3 separate regions of the Zea mays genome follow, and all the other regions are linked to region 2. Evidence: chromatin contacts called from public Hi-C data. All regions are on one chromosome and are shown on one strand. Each heading gives the region's core, a stretch centred on a gene start, on an enhancer-like site or on the middle of the called end of the contact. The rest is flanking DNA. Distances are from core to core; before and after follow the strand shown. Region 1 has its middle 38 kb from the start of LOC103635458. Region 2 holds the start of LOC100282465 (ATP10 protein). Region 3 holds the start of LOC100170249.

What was found. A called contact is a pair of places that touch in the nucleus more often than the background predicts.
Region 1: a contact with region 2 is called in a Hi-C map of endosperm, with 2.7 times the contacts expected there. The contact joins the enhancer-like site here to the promoter of LOC100282465 in region 2. A contact is called at or near these places in 2 of 25 Hi-C or Micro-C datasets (endosperm and leaf).
Region 3: a Hi-C map of ear shows a contact between it and region 2, with 2.2 times the contacts expected there. The contact joins the promoter of LOC100170249 here to the promoter of LOC100282465 in region 2. A contact is called at or near these places in 3 of 25 Hi-C or Micro-C datasets (ear, leaf and tassel).

What each region holds. Positions count from the first base shown.
Region 1 is chr8:82,007,556-82,011,297 of Zm-B73-REFERENCE-NAM-5.0, forward strand. No RefSeq gene overlaps it. Among protein-coding and RNA genes, the nearest start is that of LOC103635458, 38 kb to the right of the region's middle. Within about 2 kb of position 2,071, at least 18 of the 20 cell types and tissues checked have an H3K27ac peak or open chromatin away from gene starts, as enhancers often do. A contact at or near this core is called in endosperm and leaf, where this site is marked.
Region 2 is chr8:81,707,937-81,711,914 of Zm-B73-REFERENCE-NAM-5.0, forward strand. It overlaps LOC100282465 (ATP10 protein), which reads right to left and starts at 1,819. Exons shown (of 7, transcript NM_001155375.2): 1 at 1,592-1,819; 2 at 1,410-1,450; 3 at 1,240-1,303; 4 at 944-1,141. The coding sequence starts at 1,723.
Region 3 is chr8:82,050,035-82,054,079 of Zm-B73-REFERENCE-NAM-5.0, forward strand. LOC100170249 reads right to left here and starts at 2,365. Exons shown (of 3, transcript NM_001130130.1): 1 at 1,770-2,365; 2 at 77-238. The coding sequence starts at 2,357.

The sequences.
Region 1 (3,742 bases), core at 821-3,320, 300 kb after region 2:
AAAAATGCAAACCCATCTCAATCTTTCTATTTATCACTTATCATGACTTAAAGTTTAGCAGGGTATGACTAAGATAGAGAATCATTAAAAAGCATGAAACATAGCAACCTAATATAGTAGTGGTAGCAAAAAGGATCTCAACACATCTTACACATACTAGTTGCCAATCTTAGTGGTGAACAATTTTCAGATTTAGCAAGTATTAAATAGAGTTCACAATTTAAAATACAAGCTTAGCTCAACAAAATTGTATCAATATGAGCAAAGGGAGTCATGGTTTGTGTCATGCTAAACAATACTTAGTTGTTCAGTGGGATCACGCTACTAGGCCTTTACAAAGCCCCTCCAAGTCTATTATACACCTCCATTATAAATTTGGCTATAGAGCTAACTTATTTCTGACATTTTTTAGAAATTCCAAAAAAATAGAATTTAGGGTGTTTGTGTGTGTGTTGTGCTTGGTGCTCGCCAAGGCCAAGTCTTGAGTTCCCTTAGATTGAGGGAACACAATAGTGGCATGGGAGAATCTCACCAGAGAAATCAAAAGAAGGTGTCAAAGGTCTCATCATGGGCTCGAGGCACATGAAGGTTGTGCAGTGGCGAGTTCGTATTGTGGTGAGTCAATTTAAGGCTACATCAAGCAGTTACGTTGATGTAGTTGTTCAAGGCATCGTCCTTCGCGTTAGTGAACTCTGAGATGCTCTAACAGTGGTGTTCCCCTCCTCTCCTCCTCAAGTATCATCCAAGTTGCGAGCATGGTATATGGGTAGGGTCTAAACGGTACTGATATTATCCGAGCATTCGACCAACAGAGAGGCCAATTATTTTGTTGGATAGTTTTTTGGGATATCTGCAACATATCCGGATTTTGGTTTACAATCTAAATAGTATATTTTGGATAGCATATACAGATATGAGATGAATAATATCCATCGAAATCCAGATATCTTCTTGGATATCCAGATATCTTTTCGGATAGCTATGTGCATTTTGAAGTTTTTCTACATAAAGAAATTAATAATACACAAATAGCCTCTGAAATTTATGAAATTTTATGGAGGCACAACATATGTCCACATATAATTCAATAAAATGTTTAGATCATAAAATCCACAAGATGTATGTCTTTCTTTCATTTCACTTCCATTTGTTGCGTGAGTCACCCATGAAATCACTCTTAAGTATCAAACTTTCAACATAATCAATACCTCACTTTATCATTTTCAAGTGGGAACTTGACGTTATCTTCTTATAGAAATTAATTAGTCATGGTAACTTATTTGCAATTTTCGGTCAACCCTAGAATAGTTTATGAATTTAATTGCATTTTGATGATTTTGCTCAAAAAGAAATTAATAATACACAAATAGCCTTAGAAATTTATGAAATTTTAGGGATGTGCAACTTATGTCCACATATAATCCTCAAAATAGTTTCGACCATAAAATCCAAAAGACACAAGCGTTTCTTCCATTTCACTTCCACTTGTTGCATGAAAGTAACACCCTAAGATTCTAACTTCGGGGTTAGGAAGATTTATCCCAAGATTTCAATTAATGTGGTTTTCTAACAAAAGGTTAATAAAAACGGCCCTTCTGAAAGTGAAATCATTATTTTGTTAAATAATGTAGTTAGCTCATTCTCTAAAATATGTAAGTTAGAATATCCCTTAATTGGGATTATACATCAGAATATAATTACCCTTAAAATAATAGGTGATAAAACATTAAATTTTTTGGAATAAACTTTTAGTTTGACTACATATCCAAGATAATGATTTATTTAACAAGGAATAGGTGTGTTGCATATTGGAGACATTTCCTTAAATAAATAGGTAAAGTAACTAATATAGAAATAAATTTAGTTGCATCTCATGATGGGTTTTTTTATCTGTACATTTGAACCTATGTTTGAAATTCAAAACATAGTTGGCTTTGTAATTAAAATTAAACAAAAGAGAGAAGAAAAAAAGAAATAACAAACCTGGGCCGGCACCACCATCCCGGCCTGCTCCCATTTTCTCCACACAACCGCCCGGGCCGCCTCTACCCCGGCCCACTTGCCTGTGCATTGGCCACGGGCCACGACCGGCCTTGGCTCCACACTCGGCACCCGCTCATCCTGGGATTAGTCTCTTCCAGGTGGGGCCCGACAATAGGAGTCGTCATCCGGAGTTCTACGGATGTCCAAAGACACCGCGAAAATCGCATGTTCGTTGGTCGATTGCGTTCCGCGGTAGGGAATCTCGTCGGGTGGGGATATAAATCCAACCCCATTCATCCATCTAGATTGGCCAATGTCGATCGGAGAGCACCGTCACGCCAAGAGAGGGAGAGGAATCAAAGTTGCACCACTATCGGGCAAACTGCGGAGAGGAAGCGAGGGAAGATGAAGCCGCCGCCACATAGGCATCTCACCTTCACCGTCGTCCGGGCCTCATCGTGTCGTCTAGCAGAGTTGCCGAGTTCCCTCCCGTACAGAGATTATGGTTGGGGCTTTGGGGAATTCTTTGTCGGACATTCGCAGGGTCGCCTGCACCGTGGGTGAAGGGAGTCATGATCCAATTCAACGTTAACATCCGCCTTATGGCTGGGGCTTTGGGGAATTCTTTGTAGAACATGTCCGGTGATGGGTTAATGCACCAGGGCGTCGGATCGGCTTGCTCCGGTGAGCTTTGCCACCGTGGGGCAGGCCATCGCCGCCGCTGGGCGACGTGTGGGGGAAGAGATATCACATGTCACTGGTCCACAAACCGATGGCTAGGATTTAGCCATGCATACCTCTTCGACGTGGTGGCTGCGAACCAATGGATCGTTGTTGAACGATTCTGATTAGATCCCTAGCATACCCTTTCGCCCTAGGATCTTGGTCGTTAATCTGCTAAACGGACGGGTTGTATTAGATCTCATTTCATAACGTCGTGACTGTAGGATTAGGATCTTGCGGCCTTAGTTGCATACCGGTTAGGGCTACGGTCGATCTAATCAGTGCCACCGGTTTCAAATCGAACGGCTGTGGTTAGTCGATACCCCTTCGGCCGAGAATAATTGCATCATAGTCCCTCTCGTTTTGTTTAATAAACCCACCATCTGTAGCAGTTCAAAAGTTATTGCAACTTAGTCCTAGAATTTATGTTTTCCACCTTGATCTATTTAGAAATTGTGTCTGCCATCCCGTAGACCATAAAAGTACATAAGAAAATACAGAAAAAGAATTTATAGGTGTAAAAATAAAGGGAAACCTTAGAAAATCCATAACTTTTGCGATTTAACTCCAAATTGGTCTATTTTAGTTGTGTTGGCTTCATAATAAACTTGTCTACACACTAAAACATTATTTGTATCATTCACATGCTTTTATGATGGGATATTTATTTAACTTATGTTAGTTGATTAATCATTCTAGTCAAAGTCAATCTGACTATAATCTGACTAAAATATGATCTCTACTCAAGATATAACTTAGATTAAAATTGAGTTAGTTATTTATTTATAATATTCTTCTCACATGCTTTATATTATTTAACAGAGGATATACTTTTGCTACTTAACCACCTAAATCTTCTGAAAACCATACCTTTCAACCATAACTCCGATTTTAGTGATTCTCGAACCTACAATTTCGTAGTAGCGTGTAGAGTACTCTTACATTGTTTATTCATATGCTTTGGTGTAATGTTACCATACCCATTATTTGCTTGATTGTATGTATTGCTACACATAGAAGCCAGGTGACATCGGAA
Region 2 (3,978 bases), core at 569-3,068:
GGCTGATCTTGGCGAGGCTAAGAATTAGGAGAGGGGCACTGGACACCTGCAACAAGGGGGCGTTGTGTGCCTGATTGTCTGTAGCCACCAAAGTCGTAAGAGGGGTTGACACCGAGTGCGCCTGGGTGAGTTACTCCAGTAGCATATCATTTTGGGCCTCCAAGGAGGGGAAGGGACACCCATGCAGAAGATTTAGGTTGATGGAGGCGAACATGTCATTAGGACCGCAAACCAGGTTGAGGGTGATGGTACGGTTAGGGACATGTTTGCCAAGACCATCAAGGGCATCAACCATGCCCTAGCGGCATTTGCAGTAGTCGGTGATGGAGAGGTCTAGTTGGGCGAAGTTTCGAAACTGAGCATCAAGGTGAAGAGCACGTGCCTCCCTGTTCCCAAGTAACCGCGACTCCATGGCAAGCCAAGCCAAGCAGGTTGTATAGAGAGAACGAAACGTTTGGATGGTTTCAGCTAGCTCGAGAGAGATGACACCATAAATCTAGGACTTGACCATGCCATGTGAGCCCAAGGCATCAACCCAAGCACGACCTAAGGCATCAGGCCAGGCTAGCCCGACACTAAACTATTACGGGCCATGCCGAATTTGGGTCGTGCTTTGTTTACGTGTTTCGGTCTGGCCCACGAAGCCCAGCCCAAATGTACATGTATTATCATGGAGGCACGATGTAGAGACACCTAGAAACCAGAAAGGTAGGGAGAAACCTGGACGATATCATGTTGAGTTGCATGCACTTCAACTAGCAATTCACTTATATTCTAACACTATACAATCCTATTAATATGTAATTGTATGCAGTAACATAAAAGGTATTGAGTTGTGGTGCTAGATTTCTGCAGAAATAATGCAAAACCAAACAATTGGAGTCCAATTTGTCATAGCAGAAATCTACTATCTAGCCAAGAAAAGCTGGGTAGTCCCTCATACCAGCGAGCTTGCGCGGAAGGAAAGGCACACCAATGAAGCACCAGGAATCTTATGGTCTCCAGCCTCACCATCATCAGCTTGCAGAGTTGGTGCAACAAGAGGCAGATGCAGTGCCCCTCCATCAGGGGAATCCACATCAAGATCAGGAAACTTCACAGCATCTACCTCTGGGATGATGACCTTACTCGCTGTCGCAATCTGAACCATTTTTTGCGAGTGTGATTACTGGTTACTCAAACCGATCAAAAACTAGTAAATTTGTGTTACATAGTACATACTATATATAGGTGATATACCTTGCCAGCGTTCTCGCGGATCTCGGCAAAGTCTTGGAAGTAGCCTCTACTCAGTTCATCGGTACTGCACTAGACCAATCAGAACCAAAACATCACACCATACAATGCTGCAGCGCAGCAGCAGTAACCAGTAATGGCTAGTAAACGAGGTTGAAGGAGAGGAGACTTACAGCCTGGCCTTATCCTTCTCGATGGCCTCCTTGTTCCCCGTCTGATCACTCCAGCAACACACACACACACACAAAAGTCACTCATTTCACTCTCAACCATCTCCATTTCTACGGTTCAACAATCTTCTAAAATTAACTGCAGTTGCGGAGGAAACGAGGAGGAACGGAGACGAAGCAGCTACCTTGCGGAAATCCAGGAAGGCGCGAGCAAACGTGGCGCGCGCTAGCGGAGGGAAATAGTCCCTATGGACGCCAGCTCTGGCGCCGGCGAGGCGGAGCAGCGCCCGCGCCGCGTCGCGCGCCCTCACCATCATCGCCGCCACCCGCCCGCCGATCCACTCGCGCTAGGATTCGGAAGCCGCGAGAGAGCGAGACTGGTCAGCGGGCTGACAGCTGCGGTAGTGACTAGTGACAATATGGGCCGGAGCCAGATGTGTACTTTTGTGCACCGTCTAACAGGCCGGTTCAAATCACACCATTTCAGTTATACAAGTCTAGCACGGTTCAACCTAATTATAGACCTAGATCAGAACGGTCTAATATATATGTTGTACCTGAGCCTCGAGTCAAGGTTATGGGCCAGTCTAGTATAGCTCATTTAACAAAGGCTCATCGAAGCCTATTAAACATAGACTCATTATTTAACTAACACCCGTCAAAGTCCATAGGACCAACACAACTTGGAAAATTTAAAACTTCAATAGGCATTCGAGAACCAATACCTACATGGGATAGTGAATAGTAATAATGATCATTATATATGTATTCTGTATGGCAACTAAACACTAAACAGATAACTGAATATTATTTGTGAGCTACTTGTACTCTTTTTTATTTCTGGCCAAAGGTTTTAATGTGGCAGCCACAAAACATCTTAGTTTTATTTTGGTCATATATATTGTTGGGGGCCTTCGTCTTTCGAAGGACCTCAGAAACACGCTTAATCATTTGTTTTCAGCATATTATTAAGTATTGCAGGAGCTTCGTCACCAGAAAAGATTCGATATAGATCGATGGAAGTACAACGAAGCAAGCTTCGTCATGATGAAGCAGAAAGGAGACGTAAGAAGGTGTTATTCAAGCTGTTAAGTGCAAATGACAGTACTGTCCTCATGGCATTTGTAAACCTTGTATGTATTTTTTGAGGGTATGAATGCAATTGAAAGGATCACGATGCCCAAGAGGGGGGGTGAATTGGGCTTTTCTAAAAATCAACACTAATTAAAACCTAAGCAAGAGCTAAACAAGAGCCCAACTTCACCCCAACAACTAGCACTAAGAAAATAATACTAGAAACGTAACAAGGCTAAAACAATGCTTCAAATACTTGCTAAACAAATACACAAAGTAAATAGCTTGAATTAAGTGCGGAATGTAAAGCAAAGTTTAGAAGACTCCTCTAATTTTTTTCCGAGGTATCGAAGAGTCGGCACTCTCCACTAGTCCTCGTTGGAGCACCCGCGCAAGGGTATCGCTCCCCCTTGGTCCTCGCAAGAACCAAGTGCTCACTACGAGATGATCCTTTGCCACTCCGGCGCGGTGGATCCCTCGAGACCGCTTACAAACTTGAGTCGGGTCACCAACAAGATCTTCACGGTGATCACCGAGCTCCCAACGCCACCAAGCCGTCTAGGTGATGCCGATCACCAAGAGTAACAAGCCATAGACTTTTGCTTGACCAAGAGAAGCCTAATGCAAGTGGTGTGTGCTCTAGGTGGCTCTCACTAGCGCTAATGAGGAACAAGCACGGATTATGATTCTCTAATCTCCTCACTAGGCTTTTGGTGCTTGCAATACTCTACCAAGGTGCTGGAATAAATGTGGAGTGCAAGACATTGAATATGGTGGGTGGAAGGGGTATAAATAGCCCTCACCCACCAACTAGCCGTTACAGGAAACTTGCTGCGCGATGGCGCACCGGACAGTCCGGTGCGCCACCGGTGCGCCAACGGTGCGCCACCGGTGCGCCAACGGTCACTTCCAACGGCTAGTTCTGACACAGAGCCGTTGGACTCATGGCGCACCGGACAGTGAACAGTCCACTGTCCGGTGCACACCGGACAGTCCGGTGCGGTGTCCGGTGTGCCGCTAAAATTCATTTCCGAAGGCTGCGCTCTCGGGTTTCTGCGACTGGGAGAGTCCCTGCAGTGGACCAGCCTGGCCCACCTGGCAGAGGGTGCACCGGACAGTCCGGTGCACACCGGACAGTCCGGTGCCCCAAAGCCAGAAACCCTAAGTCTTGTTTTTCAGCTGATTTTCAAATCGGTTTTCGCTCTAACTTGTGTGTGAGTTCTAGAGTGACACCTAGCACTGTGTATGAGTGTGATTGTGCACCAACACTACACTAGAACTCTCTTGGTCAAACTACTCATCGACAACCCCTCTTTATAGTACGGCTAAAAGAGAATAAAAAGCCTAATTAAAATGCGAGTGTCCACATCTCCTTGACACTCGGACTCCGTAGACCTTCACCTTTTGTTTCGTCGTTTTAGCCGTCGCTTCGAGTTCTTATCTCCGGGATTGTTTTCTCCGTTGTAGTACTTCTACCTGTCATGTGACCTAACTTACC
Region 3 (4,045 bases), core at 1,115-3,614, 340 kb after region 2:
AGAGCCACTATTACAGCCTCACATGTTTTGCACTTTAGTATGGAGGTCCACTCATTGTATTGAAGTTAGCACTAACCTGTATAGTTAGCCGTGTCTTAATTAATTCCAGTGGGTATGTACACAGAGTTGAGCTAACACCGGCAAATGCCCCAGCCACTAGTGAAGGAGGGACTGGGATCTTCGGTTTCTCCCCATATTTGGGGGTCAAGAACTTATTAGCTGTATCAAAGGCAAAAAGCTGCAAAAAAAGTCAAAACAAACAATTAGATATTTTAATGCTGCATACATGTACATGTTTGTACCATAAGCACCATAAAAAATATTGCCATTATAGTCGTGACAATTCCTAGAATCACAACGCATGTAATGATATCTAATATGTATAGCCATTATGGCTATCCAACATGTGCCGATACTAAATGCAACTAGAAAATGCAGCGTAAGCCCATCATCCAGACTGCTGATCTCCAGTTCACTAATAAGCCAGCAAGCCACCCAGTCTTCCAATATACGAGCATTTTATTCTAATATTCACTAAGGGATACCAACTCAAGGTTGAAGGTCCAAACCTTAGTCTCTTCAAACAAGCAATTCTGACTTTTATATTTCTCAAAAGACTAACAGGTTACAAGACGGTAGCTCTTCTATCTTTAAATGTTTAAATTCCTAGAATGTGTGCATTCAACAGCTCTATGAAGCCAGTTATTTACCAGACCACACAGAAACCCAGCAACATCCTAAGACTTTGTTTGGATACTCTAGTATTTACCTCAATACATATGGATTGAGGTGGATTGGGGTGTATGCACCTCAATCCATGTGTATTGGAGCAAATACTAAAGTACCCAAACAAAGCCTAAAGTGATTGGTCTCTACGGTGCAAGATTAGCCCACTAACCTATATAACCTTGCTCAGGAGGAACAAGGAAAAATATGTATGCATTAACTCTGCTTACAAGTACTTCACTGTAAGAGTTCCACTAAGATAAGCCAATAACAAAAATATTAAATCTGCACCCTTCGTCCCACGATCAACGATTAAAATATTTTATAAAAAAAACATTCGACACTTACTCATCAGCGCGTAGCTGCATATTTGCAAATAAACCCTTCGCACCTCAGTCGTTGATTCTTAGATAAAGGGCTCAGATTTAATATGTGCATGTGCACCAAATGGATCATGTGCATTCGATACGTTACCATAACAAAAAGGTAGACTTTCTTGATAGTTTCAGGTCATGAAAAATTCTATTTATGCTGGCTTAGTAATTACAATCCAGTGATTAGAAGCATCTCAGGTATCATAGAAATTTTATTGTAATAGCAGCATGGCACTTTGTTAGACTTCTTTGTACTTTTGCTTGTAATCTGGCAACCCCAACATGGATTGTGTAACAAACTTATTGCTTTCTTAGAAAACTGAGGGAACTTAAAAAAACCAGAGACTCAGTGTAGATGAGGCTTAAGATCCAAATATTGGGAAAAGCATGCGAGTTCGTTATTCTCTGGGTGACAACTTGAGCATATTGCCATATGTATGTGCCCCAATTATAGAAAACTCAAAACATTTGTACCATTGCTAACGAGGAAATATTGCTACAAATTAACACTGGATGTAACCACCAACTAATTGTTCAGTTTATTTGCAAAAAGGTAGTTATAAATTCTAAAAAATAAATGCATAGCCAAGGGTTGATTTCCACATTATGTTGAACATGTGCCTAACGTAAACACATTGCAAAAATAACAGATGTGGATGAGCTATTTACCTCGATTGCCTTGCTTGGGGCTACCCGGATGACATTAACAACGTTACCACGGAACAACCCAGTCCATCCCTCATGCTTCATGATAGACTGGAACACCTCCGTCGTCGAATTCCCATTACTTCCCACCATCAAATGCGTCCTGATCGTCTCCAAAGGTGCAACAGCAGTTCTTGACACTGCGCCTGCGATTGCTCCACTGATCAGTCTCTTGAGGTGATGATTCCCAACCTTAATCTTGAGCTTCACGACTTTCTTCTTCCCCTTGTCCCTCAACCCCCCCACACCTTCCCCCGGCAGAGGTGTCTCAACAACCTCCGGCGAGACGTACTTCATGTATGGGTCCCGTGGCGTCTCCGGCGACTGGGACGAAGGCCCTGGGAACCCAACCCCAACCTGCTGGCCCACGCTGGCGAAGAGGCCGGCCGGCGGGTGGAAGGACTGGTGGAGGTTCCACGAGAGGTTGAATCCACCATCGCCATCCACAGCGGATGGTGCTGCCGGTGGCAGGGCCAGGAAGCAGCAGGTCCAATCCGTCGCCAGTTTGGCCTCAGCGCATTGCAACCGCGCGCCGTCGCTCTTCCTGCCCATCGGCTCGGACTGTTTTCCTGAATCAACAGGACGGCGCTCTCTGCCCCTCCACACTCCAAGAAGGCTGACAAACAACTAGTGCTGCAAAAGGCGAGGTGACGGCAAAGGATTCAAAAGGTGTGGCGTGGAAACGAAGCGGAAACAGGCATCTTGGGGCACAAAAAGGTGTTTCCGTTCGAATCCACTCTCCACTAGGAGCGCGGAATGGGACTGATTTTAGGTTGAGACCCCACGCCCAACGAACAGGGAGGAATGGCGATACAAATGGTAAAGAATCAATCTGCAACCAGAAAATGGGGAAACGAATTAAAGTCGAGGCCTTATTTTTCTCCGGCGTGATTAGAAATTTGGGTCGCGGATTATTATCCTACAAGGGTACGTTCCATTGCGAAGGGATAGATCGGACAGAATTAAATATCTTTCTAGTTAAGATTAAATAAAAACGTTATTTAATTTTCCTTAACCTCTTCCTTCAATGCAGTCGCAATTCAAACAAGATCTAAATATTGATTTAGTGACAAAAGAATTGAAAGGGATCTAAAAAAATCCCTTGCTATTTAAATCAATAGATCATCTTCAATTTCTTTATCACTAAACCAGCGTTAGGAATTTCCGGCGGCTTTTCTTCCTCGTTTACCTAGACTATGATTCTTCGCGGCTGCCGCATAGCCATCGCGTGAGGAGTCCGGGAACGACAACTCAGGTACAAAGTCAAAATCAGCCGCACTCGTGGTCTTCACATACAGTCAAAATGAGGAGGTGATTGGAACCCACCTCGCCGCACCCCAACGGACGCAGCTAGAAATGGCAATGGGTACCCGCTACCCGAAACCCGATGAGTTTTTGCTCTATTAGGGTTTGGGTCAATTTCTGTATCCATAGGTTTGTTAATGGGTTTAAATGGAAACCCAACGAGTACGTGGGTATGTGTTTGTTCTTCCACTACCCATACCCGCAAACACATGGGTTTTTTAAACCCGCCTTAAAATCAACATTTCTTATAAATATGTCTCATAATATTATTAATTGAATATGTTCTAATTGAAATAAATTTGATGTAACAAATTTTAAGTTAAAATTAGTTATCACTTATTCGTTTTATGCTAGCTTATTAATGTATTGATTGTCATTTACATGATGAATTATTTTTTATGTTGATGTTAGTGGGTATGGGAAACCCGTTGGGTACCCGAAACCCGCATGGTATGGGTTTGGGTAAAATTTTATACCCGTCATGGGTATGTGTTTTTTAGCGAGCGTATTTTTTCTTCACGGGTATGGGTTTGGGCAAGTAATACCCAGCGGGTTTTTACCCATTGCCATCTCTACTCGCACCCACCTCGCCGCACCCGACGAACGCCGCAATCTACTTAAATTAAGGTGGTGTTCGGTTCAACAAAATGTAACGTAAATGGTTTATATGGAGTAATGGATACCAAAATTTTTGTTTGCTTGAGCTCTTTCTAGTATTACTAGGTACTACTATCCAATCCAATTATAACTAGTTATCATTACCGTCGGTAAGAGATCTCATTACCATTTCCTTAACAAGGTCTGAACCAAATAACACCTAAGTGTTTCAAACAAGTAGGAGTATTAATTAATCTACAATATATGAGCACTTTGCCACTTTGGTAGCAAGTAAAATAACATCTATCGTTGTATGTGTTTGAAGTTGCATGAGAACA